2 separate regions of the Zea mays genome follow, and region 1 is linked to region 2. The links are chromatin contacts, called in public Hi-C maps. All regions are on one chromosome and are shown on one strand. The core of a region is the stretch at or near the end of the contact, and the rest is flanking DNA. Distances in the headings are between cores, read along the strand shown. Region 1 overlaps LOC103645972 (calcium-transporting ATPase 5, plasma membrane-type). Region 2 holds the start of LOC100191368 (60S ribosomal protein L7-2).

The links. A called contact is a pair of places that touch in the nucleus more often than the background predicts.
Region 1: a contact with region 2 is called in a Hi-C map of seedling, with 5 times the contacts expected there. The contact joins the enhancer-like site here to the promoter of LOC100191368 in region 2. A contact is called at or near these places in 4 of 25 Hi-C or Micro-C datasets (ear, leaf mesophyll, seedling and 1 more).

Annotation. Positions count from the first base shown.
Region 1 is chr2:12,179,478-12,185,221 of Zm-B73-REFERENCE-NAM-5.0, reverse strand. It overlaps LOC103645972 (calcium-transporting ATPase 5, plasma membrane-type), which reads right to left. Exons shown (of 35, transcript XM_008670703.3): 26 at 5,535-5,633; 27 at 5,203-5,340; 28 at 4,947-5,047; 29 at 4,435-4,480; 30 at 4,226-4,360; 31 at 4,000-4,107; 32 at 3,816-3,907; 33 at 3,623-3,720; 34 at 3,415-3,486; 35 at 3,001-3,325. The coding sequence ends at 3,434. Among protein-coding and RNA genes, the nearest start is that of LOC103631159, 9.1 kb to the left of the region's middle. Within about 2 kb of position 2,776, at least 17 of the 20 cell types and tissues checked have an H3K27ac peak or open chromatin away from gene starts, as enhancers often do. A contact at or near this core is called in ear, leaf mesophyll, seedling and 1 more, where this site is marked.
Region 2 is chr2:12,111,182-12,116,908 of Zm-B73-REFERENCE-NAM-5.0, reverse strand. LOC100191368 (60S ribosomal protein L7-2) reads left to right here and starts at 2,595. Exons shown (of 7, transcript NM_001136802.1): 1 at 2,595-2,628; 2 at 2,741-2,920; 3 at 3,769-3,866; 4 at 3,948-4,005; 5 at 4,085-4,164; 6 at 4,545-4,647; 7 at 4,741-5,393. The coding sequence starts at 2,741. The coding sequence ends at 4,956.

The sequences.
Region 1 (5,744 bases), core at 1,527-4,026, 68 kb before region 2:
TTGCCCGCCTTGGTTAACATGTATAGTAGTAGTACTGTCTATATCTTGCGTACAAATGTTATCGGACAGAAGAGGGAGAGTCAAGCAGTTGGTCGTGTGTCACGACACGATTCTTCGGTACACTTGGCCACTTGGCTCTGGGTCCAAATCCTAGTGCCTCCAGGAAATAAAGCCAATTTATTAGCTACTAGTCAGTTGCTCGTGCGTTGCGACGACTCACAACAATACACACGTAAACTATCCACCAAAAAAGATCTCAATATTTTTTATTGATTGTCTCTGCTCTCCGCATAATTTTTTTTTGATTTGACTAAGTGAGTCGACATCGTGATAAAGGAAAGGCCATGTAGACAGTCAATATTGAGCCATCTAATGGGTACCATAGACAGCAAATCAGGGATCCCATCCCTCGCCTTCTCCACTTCCAAGGTTTCGTAGACCAGGAAGGGAAAGAAAGATGCAGTCATACCTGTTCGTTGCCGGAGAAGTACACGACGAAGACATGGACATCTGGAGGCGACATAGCTAGTATACCGCTAGATACATATAAGGAGAGAGCACGCAAGCGGAGAAAGAAGCCCAACCAGAGCAGCTCCAAACCGAAGGCACCCACACCAGGCGTCACTCCGAAAAGGGCGAGAGAATGCGAGTCCCTTTCAGCTCTGGACCCACCAAGGCGACACAACAACACCACCAACTCTGTAGCATATGCCGACTGCTGTCGCGCTACAGGCTTTGGTTGTCCAATATCTCAGATCTAGACTCGTCATCGCCAAGATAACCTACGTGGTAGGCACCATCGTGTCCTCCTCGGCGACACGCACGAAGAAAAGCCAGGAGCAAGATCGACTTGCCCGTACCCACATCGACGAGCATCGGTCGGCTCGCGGCTGCGACCGTGGGCAGGGGCAACAGGTTGGGTAGGAAGAACAGGGCAAAGGCCGAAAGACAAACGGGACGTCCGACGACGGCGAAAACGATGGTGCGTGCATGTTGTGAAACACCCTCGTGGACGTGCAATAGCCACTGCGCGAGTCGGTGTCGGGGCTAGTGTCGGACGAATGCGGGGAGGAGGCGCCTGCTCCCACGCCCTCTGCCGAGAATGTGTGGCGCGGAGGCGGAGGCATAAGGGGAGAGAGAAAAGAAGCAGGATGACGAACGAGGTGGCGGCAACTGAGACGAGGACCATCATTATCGTGCAGAGGTATATATGGCCAAATGGGTCGTGTCTAGCGGGCTGGTCCGGGGCATGGCCCATTTAATAGTGCCTGGGCCAGCCCGACACGATCGTCGTGTCGTGTTTGGCCTTAGCCTCGACCTGTAGTGCTGATCCGGCCCGACACAATTGTATTTTTTTATTTTACAAAACTCGTATATACATATGTACAATTTATATTCAATATTAAAAACAATTGATCATGATGATGTTCTACTGGTTAGACGACTTCACTTAGTGTCTCCCGTCCTTCTTCCATCAAGACTTAGGTTTGAACCCCACCTTCTACACCACTTTTTTAAAAATATTTTACGCTAATTTAACCACCCGACTGGCTAACGGGCTGGACATGAATGTTGTGTGTATGGGGATGCAAGTTAATTTGAGATAGATGTGAGGGGTTATTTGAAAAAATATGACGTAGAACGACCGTTGAAACTGGTGCTTTAAGTATAGTATAGATAAGGGCATGTACAGTGGTGTTTAACGTGGGGGCTCTTAAGGTGTTTTAGGGAGTTATTTGCAAAAAAATCTTAGAGCCGTCTCTCCGTGAAGAGACGCCTCTGGCTCGTAAACCAAGTAACAACAGACGCCTCACTTCCCACTGTACGAATTTGTCGTCTGTTCTATCGATCTGATGCTATACAAATACATTTAATTCTATATTTATTAATAGACTACGTTTATAGACACTCCATTGTACAATATAGTCTCTTAGTTGTCTCCTGTGCTTGGAGAACCGTTTTGGTGTCTCTCCACTGTACATGCCCTAATAATATCTCATTTTCCAGCATCCTTTATCGTTCCCCCCATTTCTGATAAAAGGTATTCGTGGCAAAGTCCAGGTGATCTAAAACAGTTTCTTAGACGGTGACTGAGCTGCACCTTGCCGTCCAAGAGTGTTCCTGTGCACCAAGGGCCTATGGTACCTCGAGCACATGTAGATCATAATGACAGAGAGAGCGCTTGATTGCCAACCAAAACAAGTCATGACTACGTTTCACACCTAATCCAGTGGTTTGGCTTTGGAACCAAACATAGCTAACTACTGACCCAGCAGCAGGTGACCGCATGTAGCGTAGCGTAGGTACGAGACATTTGCGCGCGCGCTGGTACACAAACAGAGAGACAACAGAGGACTGCGTGCTACGCACGACTCGGAACAAGGCTTTGGAACTGAAAAATAAAGTCCTCATAAGGATGAGCGATGCATTTATGAGAAAGGGACGGAAGCGAACCGACGTTGTAAACGCGACCGCAACAGGTGCGGTGCGTGCGTCTTCATACTGACCTTTCTCTCGGATCGGATCTACAAAACCAGAAGCGGTTAAAACGTCAACGATAGCTTGAGATCGATCCACCCGGCCCGGGTGCGGACGGGACGGAGTCCTCTTTCTCCATTCCCGCGGGTTACTCAACTCAACGTGACCCCGGCCACTTGGTGCGTAAAAAAAAAGCACCCCTCTCGCCCGCTCTTCACTTTTCTATCGTGTCAAAGGGAGTCCGTCAACTGGTGCCAACCGAGGGAGGGCCTGAGAATTCATGGCGCTGTCTGCTGCTGCAGCTGCTGTCAACTGTCGCCTCGGCCCCGTGGGGCTCAACAATGAAACGCGCATGCGTGTAATACACTGGACAGCTGACAAGAAATATAGAGAAGGCAACGGCTTCACGTAACGGTACGTACGGACATGGACGCACAAGTGCACGGCTAAAGTACGAGCACGGGAAATTTTAGCCGGCCGGGGCAAACTTTTCTACGGGCCATGCTGGTCAGACACGTCTCGGGTTCCAACTCACCTTGTTTTCTCTGCATCGGAGGCTTCAAGGCACAAAGCCGACAGCGGGCGCCCACTCGTCAAATGCTATGGCACGAACACAGGCAGCTCCACCCACGAAAAGCATCCACGAGCCGCACTGGATGATGCCTAGGAAACACTGCGCGCGATGCTTTGCTGCGCCATCCAATGTTATCGCCAGCTCACTTTGCATAGAAATTTCTCAAATACACGCACCACGGCACAGAGTCTTCCAAGCTACAATATACAGTTGCGAACGAACTACAGCAAATGACAAGGTCTCATGAGAAGCCGAGTTGCATTTCCAGCCTTCCTGTTTGAAGTACAATAGCAATCAGTGGTAATCACAAATCCAACACGTCAAAACCCGGTAAGAAACAGCACAAGGTCATTGTTAGCAACCATCAATCTTGCTGACATCTCAAGGCTCGGGCTTGTTGTCTTCCTTATCATTAGAGGTTGCGTCATCAGGGGCTGCACAAACAGAACTGTCAGGGATGTGCGACAAAAACTGGGGGAAGAGGCAAAAGATGCTCTGATATATTTGATCACTCCACCATGCACTACTTAAATCGGCAAGGAGTAAAGGATTTTGCAGTGCAATGGCTACCTTGTTTGCTCCCCTTGCAGATACAGCAGCATGCAAAGAATTCTCCCAATGGACGTTTAGGAACAGGAATAAGCTTCCCCACGAATGCCAGCGGCCAGCTGCAGAGCAAATAAGGGAATGATCAGGCGCAATAGAGGGAGAGAAACGTGTCATGGTTCTATCAATTTCATCAGCAAGCATATGAAAACCTTACCCGAAGAAAGCAAGACCTATCGATACCAACCACAACTGCCAACTTAGCCTTACCGTTGAGGCAAACTTGCCAAGGAACTCAACGATAAGCGCCTAAATATAAACAGAAACAAAAGAATGTGAGAACAAAACACCTAAATAAATTTATCTTAGTTAAGAAAGGAAACTCATTCTAGAGATTCTACCTGGAGTACAACTGTTATAGCTATGATGCCAATAAACAGATGGTTCCCTGAAATGCCCTTGAATATATTCAGCTCATCTGGTTTACGCGAATTGAATTCGTTGAACACCTAAGAAGACAAAATTACACATGTCAGGCCACTACTGCGTTTGTTGTATAAAGCTCCGGAGCCGCATTAGACAAAAAGGCAGAAACATCTTTTCTAAGCAAAAGCTAAAACGCAGAACCTGGCAGAGAACAAATGTGTTGAAAATGAAGGTATTTTTCACTTTATCTGCATGTGCTGGATCATCATTTTTCAACTGCAGGAGGCTTATTCCCTTGAAGTTGAGAGTGAGGAGAACTGAAACTTGAAACAAAGCCTGAACAAAGAACAAGCGTTCAGTAGGAAAATCTATAACAAGAAACACAGAATACAACAGCAAATATAGCATACCATGATAATTAAGTTTCTCCACATGATATTTGTAATCAATGGCTCCCTGAAAAGGTGATGAGGAAACATTTAGCACTGCTAACACAAATACTTTTGACACTTTAATAGCAACATACAGAGATAAACACTGACATATATTTGATGCAACTGAAATGATCTAGCAATTAAAATTATCAGCAATCTTATATTTACAATCTGTTGCAAAATACTTCATCTGATCACAAAAATGTAGGTCCATTTAAGTTTGCCGTGAGTCAAAACGTTTTTTAACTTCAATATCACCAATAATTAAAATTTCAAACAGATTGGCAACATAAGATTGATGCTAGCAGATTCATTATGAAAAATTACTTAAGTTTTTCTATTTGGAATTTATAGATATTGCTGATTATTGTATTAGAGACCTTGTCAATGTCAATGTCCAATGGAATTGTGATCAGAGAAAGTAGTGTGTACAATTTACGAACATACACAGTTTAAACAATGCTACAAGATAGATGGTGATTCACTACCTTCTCCCTACTGGGGGTCTCTCCATAAGATGGTTTGTAGGTGGTTCTGTCGCCAATGCAAGGGCACCCAAAGTATCCATAATTAGGTTAACCCACAGCAACTGTCAGCCAAGGGAGCAAAAATTAGAATTCCACCAAACACGTCTTTTTAGAAATACTGTCTGGACATGCACAGAACTGAAGAAATTGCAGCTTTTACAAGTTAAATGATGATAAATAGTGCAACTACCAATAGATCTCAGAGCTGAACTCAAACCTGAACAGCATTCAACGGCACATTTCCAGAACTGACGGCAGCAACTACATTGATTATCAGAGCTGCGACGTTGACCGTTAGTTGGAATTGTATAAACTTCTGTATGTTTGCATACACCGAACGACCCCATCTGACAACCTGAAGCCAGAAACAAACACCATGAACTACAGTAGCAGAAGGCTAACAAAAAAATATAAACACATTTAGGGCTAGTTTGGGAACTCAATTTTCCCAAGAGATTTCTATTTTTCCCAAGGGAAAATGAACTAATTTCCCTTGGAAAATTAAAATCCTTTGGGAAAATGGTGTTCCCAAACTAGTCCTTAACGTACCCTCACGACTGATGCGAAATTGTCATCCAAGATAATAATATCAGAACTCTCCTTGGCAACTTCAGTTCCCTGAATGCCCATTGATAGACCAATATCTGCCTGCAAGTTTCAGAGTTCATTAACTACTACCGAAAGATGCTTCTTGAACATCTGTGGAAAGATGCTTGTGTAAATTACATATTAGGAACTTGGAAGTTCATGTTTAAAATG
Region 2 (5,727 bases), core at 1,346-3,845:
CTTTGACTTTTGCGCATCAAATTCGCAGTCGCAACTCGCAAGTAGTACTAGCTAGGGCAACTACCGTATTTTGGATTAAATAGCCTAAATACAAAATACTATGTTGGCTATACTATAGCTATGCAATTAGCACAATATTAGACAAGTGAGCTTTCGTCAATTGTGTTGTGCAGTCAAACGTCTGGTCTTATCCACTCTGATCTCAAAGTAGTACTAGTGTCTAGTGGCTTCTCTTTCCACTCCCCGCTGAAACGTCTTTTCTTCAGGGACTGTGGGTAAAAAGCTGCTGGTTCATGGTCCTGAGTCTGACTGTTGAGCTTCTAACAGTCCGTTTTAAAACAAGCGCGCACACACACACCTGCATTTCGACGACAAGCCGAAGCCGAAGTACCGAACAACAATCACAGCTCCTATGTCTGACTGTCTGAGAGAACAGTAAAGAAACACCATCCTAACTAAAAAAACAAACCTTTCAGAGGCTAATACACAAATCTCCAAACCTGCCTTGAGATATCGACATTTTTTCCCCAGTGGTGATAAACGGGATATTGACGGTTAACCGACTTTTAAGCACTTTCCGCCTGCTGCACTTTGGCAAGTCAGCTTCGCTGGTTGGTTCTGTATAGAAAAGGAAAAAAAAGGGTCAGCTTCGCTGGAGGATCATGCTGTCTGTGTTCGGTCGGTGTTCATTTGGATTGCCTCTCGACCTGGGAGGCGCTGGGACTGGGAATGGGAGGCTGGGAGAGACGGAGAGTGGGGGTTCTGCATGCCATTTGCCAGGCTCATCGGCCTCATCCGTCCTGGACCTTGACTGATGGACGTGGACCTGTTTGGTGTGGTCTCCGGCTCTCCCCTCCCTTTGTCCAGACTCCATCCAATCTTCTCGGAGTCGGAGGTGCTGTGTGGTCTCCTGCTTGCCCGCCTGCTCCGTGCGGCCTGCAGTGCCAACTGCCAAGTCGACGTCCGCTCGTGTCACTCGTGCGTGGCGTGGCGTGGCACACGACAAATTTCGTCCCACGCATTAAGCTGTGGGAAGTTGATTGCAGAACCAAATGCCCCAGCCCACTTGCCAAGTGGCCCACGATCACTTTCACGGAATGGTGTATGAGCAGAAGAAGAGATTATGGCCTTATTATGGGTTGAAGCCCCCAAACTCCCCACATGTCACAAAAGGATTCTCCAACACGTACATGCTCCAAACATAAGTGATGACATACACGACAGTGTAGTTGCTGTAGAGCTGTACTAGCCACCATTTAGTGACTTGCGGTTCGTTCGGAGAAGATTGTGAGTTTGTAACGTGCCATAAAATTTAGGAATTTTTAAGACTTTATTTGAAAGCACCTACTTTTGCGGGAAAAAAACTGGTTCAGATAAACTAGATTATTTCCAAACATGCCAGTATGACCCTTAGTTTTATAATTTTAAAAGCTGCCAGTTTCTAACTAAAACCAATTTTAGTTAGCAAATTATGCACCGCCCTTAGTTAGTTTGGAGAAAATCACGGTGATTGCCACCGTTCGAGTCCTATGCATGCGATGGCTTGGTGCCCGCTGGCTACGATTAGGCAACAAAACTTGTAACCTCAATCCGGAATACCCTAAACTCAAAATACTCGAAACCCGAAATTCATTTTAGAATTTCGGGTGGTAACATGCAAAACCCGAATCCAAATTACCTAGAACACTAGAACTTTTTATGTGACATGTAGTTACGTCATTGTTCTTAATTAACAATTTGTGTATCTATAATTATGTGTAACTATATGACATACGAACTTGTCATTGTAGATTGAATGTGCTTTTTAAGTGCATGTATATCATTATTAAAACTGTATTTTTGTACTAATTTAATAGGGTGTTGACGAAGCTCACACAATAGTCCGGGTAGTTCGGAAATATCCGAGCCCGAAAATCTGGGTAATCAAATTTTCAGTAATTTCGGGCACTGATTCTCGGAACCCGAGATTTAAATTACTCGATCCAAACATTTTGGATAACCCGAACGCACACCCCTACCTCTCCTCAGTCGGATTTAAATGTTTCTTTATTATTTAAAATATCCAAATTAAAGATATGAGTTCAAGCTATATTTAAATTTGATAAAAAAACCGACTGAATCAATTACCATTAAAATAGAGTACGGGTAGATTTGTCTTTGCATACCAAAAAGGTTAAAAACTGATACAACATAGTCCATGGCGGCTCACCATAGCCCAAGTTTTCCGAAGACGAAGGCGCAGAAATACAACGGGACATGATAGTGGTTATGACTTATGAGTTATGACTAGTCAGTCTGCTCAACACCTGCGCGGTTGATGACCGTGTAGGTTGACCCAAGCGTCGTGTTGACGGCCCACTCTGGCACTACATGTAATTGACGATCCGAAGGGATAGGGCCCAACAATATTGGCCCATGGTAAACTCGACTCAAGCTCACATGTCCTCACCAGCCCACCCATCATTACACGCCGCGGGTCCCAAATCATTCCCCGCCGTCGGATCACCTTAACAAACCCTATCACCAAACCCTACTACATAACCCGCCATTCCCACTCCCCTCGCCGCCTGCGTCCACCTCCGCCCCCCGCCCTCCCCGCGTCCCCCCTCTCCTACGCAGATCGTCCAGGTAAGGTAAGCGACCGCGCCGCACTCCATTGCTGCTTTCTCTGTTCGCTGCGCATTTCGATCTTTGGCTAAGAAGTTGCGGTTTGGTTTGGCCGTGCTCGTGGGTCGTGTAGATGTCGTCCGAGGCGGTGAAGGTGGCGGTGCCGGAGTCGGTACTCCGCAAGCGGAAGCGCGAGGAGCAGTGGGCCGCCGAGAAGAAGGAGAAGTCCCTGGCCGAGAGGAAGAAGTCCATCGAGAACCGGAAGCTCATCTTCACCCGCGCCAAGCAGTACGCCGAGGAGTACGATGCCCAGGTCAGATCTCCTGATCCTGCTCGATCTAACCTCCTTGTAGACTATTCGTGCGGGGTGGGTCGTAGGGCTTCGCGTGCGGCGTGTTATTTTCATCTCAAAGCAGTTGTAGGACCGGTTGTCTTCTCTGCTTACTGTACAGCAAACTGAACTATTGCCTAGTGCATTTGGAACGCATGCTGATTAGTGCTTTTGTTAAGAGATGTTCTAGCCCAAGTATTTAGAATTCTTTCTAAGGACCAGTAGTATAGTCCCAACTTCATGAAATATAGAATATTGTTGTGCATTGTGTGCCACAGTAAAGGCGTGTTTGAATGCACTAGAGCTAATAGTTAGTGGCCAAAGTTAGTTGAGACATCCAAACAGTCTAGCTAATAGTTCAGCTATTAGCTATTTTTGGTAAATTAGTTAATAGTTAGGTAGCTATTTGTTAGCTAGCTAATTTCACTAACAATTTTTAGGGGGTGTTTGAATGCACTAAAACTAATAGTTAGTTGACTAAATTTTTTTAGTGAAATTAGCTAGCTAACAAATAACTAACTAACTATTAACCAATTTACTAAAAATAGCTAATACTTGAACTATTAGCTAGGGGGTTTGGACGTCTCAACTAATTTTAATGGCTAACTATTAGTTTTAGTGCATTTAAACACCCCCTTAGCCAACTAATTATTAGTTCTAGTGCATTCAAACGCCGTCTAAGTATAAAAGTTATCCCATTACTTTATCAGTATATGGTTCTGATTGCGTTGGGCATATAGGATCATTGCTATTATTAGGATGCTTTCAAGATGAAATAGTGAACTGAAATGTGTTATTTATTTGCATGCTTATGTGGATGCTGAGAGCAGGAGAAGGAACTGGTACAGCTTAAGCGTGAGGCCCGTTTGAAGGGTGGTTTCTATGTCAGTCCTGAGGCAAAGCTGCTATTTGTGATCCGCATCCGTGGGTGAGTCGCAAGTGCTTATGCCAGTATTATGTAGAGGAATTTGTATGATTATGCTTGTTTTTAATTCCGTTGAAACTACAGTATCAATGCCATGCATCCTAAGACCAGGAAGATATTGCAGCTTCTGCGTTTGAGGCAGGTGGGTTTGCCAATTACGTTCTTGCTATTGAATTATGGCCGATTGTTTGTGAAACTGGACATTTAATTTAATTTTTCAGATATTCAATGGCGTGTTCCTGAAAGTCAACAAGGCTACCATTAACATGCTTCGCAGGGTTGAGCCTTATGTTGCATATGGGTAATTTCTCTTTGCTGATTTAATTATTGTCTTGCTTCTTATTTTGGTGTATTTTTCACTCGAAGTACGTAGTTGAAAAGAGATCATACTGTGACCTGTTGCTTGAGTGAATTTACAATAGAGTATTGTGTTAAATCTGGAGTTTAAATTTGTAAGCTTAATCAAGGATATGTAGTTCTACATCCACATCCAGTCATCCAGTATTGATTATGGTGATAGTATTTGCTTTTGATGAGTAGAAGATGCACGTTGATGCATGTATATTCAATTAGTTTCTGTTAAAACATTGCTACAATAGGAGAGTCTGGAGGTAGTTACTGCATCTTTGCTTGGTGACTCCAGCTTCTCATGACCTTGCTAAACTGATATATCTTGTTTAGGTACCCGAACTTGAAGAGTGTCAGGGAGTTGATCTACAAGAGGGGCTACGGAAAACTGAACAAGCAGAGGATCCCTCTGTCTAACAACCAAGTCATCGAGGAGGTTTGCAATCTTGAGCTCTGCACCTGGATCCTTTGTGATCTGCTTGTATTTGACAATTTACATGATGATCTCCACCATTTGGTGTTCTATCAGGGCTTGGGCAAGCACAACATCATTTGCATTGAGGATCTTGTTCATGAGATCATGACTGTCGGCCCACACTTCAAGGAGGCGAACAACTTCCTTTGGCCATTTAAGCTGAAGGCACCGCTGGGAGGTCTGAAGAAGAAGAGGAACCACTATGTGGAGGGTGGTGATGCCGGTAACCGTGAGAATTACATCAACGAGCTCATCAAAAGGATGAATTAGGTTCACGATCAAGCTCTATTGTGTTCTAAGAAACTTTCTGTGCTCTCCCAATTTTACATTATTAGGAAGCGGATGAATATGCATGCAGTTTTGTTGTTTGGAACTAGATGTGTATGGAAGAAACATGATCTTTTTTCTCGGAGGTTTAAAATTATATATTTAGGGTTAGTTTGAAAACTTCATTTTTCCAAGGGATTTCTATTTTCCCTAGGAAAAATGAACTGGTTTCCCAAACCAGCCCATGATGCATTTCCCGTCCTGAGTATCGGGCCTTTTTCTCTGTCCAAGACGCTCTTTCTGAAGTACGATCTGTATTTAAATCCATGATGGATCTTGATATATTGTAAACTGGCTTGAAGCACTTCTGGCTTACAAACCCAACAATCAGCCGCTTTCGAAAACACTTTCGGCCCTGGATTTATGGCGAAGTTCGTTTTAAAAGTTATAATTTGAGGGGAAACTTAATTTATAGCTTCATGTGAGATTTGAGTTATTTTTTTAGAATTCGCCGTGTTACAGAATTCACTGTATTACAGGGCGATCGGAGGGAGTGTATAAAGTTATAAACCTTGCAGCATGCTTTCTGGTATGGGGTATGGATTGGCCATGGGCATCGGTTATGCGTTTGGCTACACTTAGACCAACTCCAGCAGCACTCCGCATGCGGCTCCGTATCCCTATTTTGCGCAGCGAAGCACACTATTCATCAGTCCAGCAGTCTCCGCATCCGTCTCCATAAAACGCACGGCCTGTACCTGCACTCCCCATTTC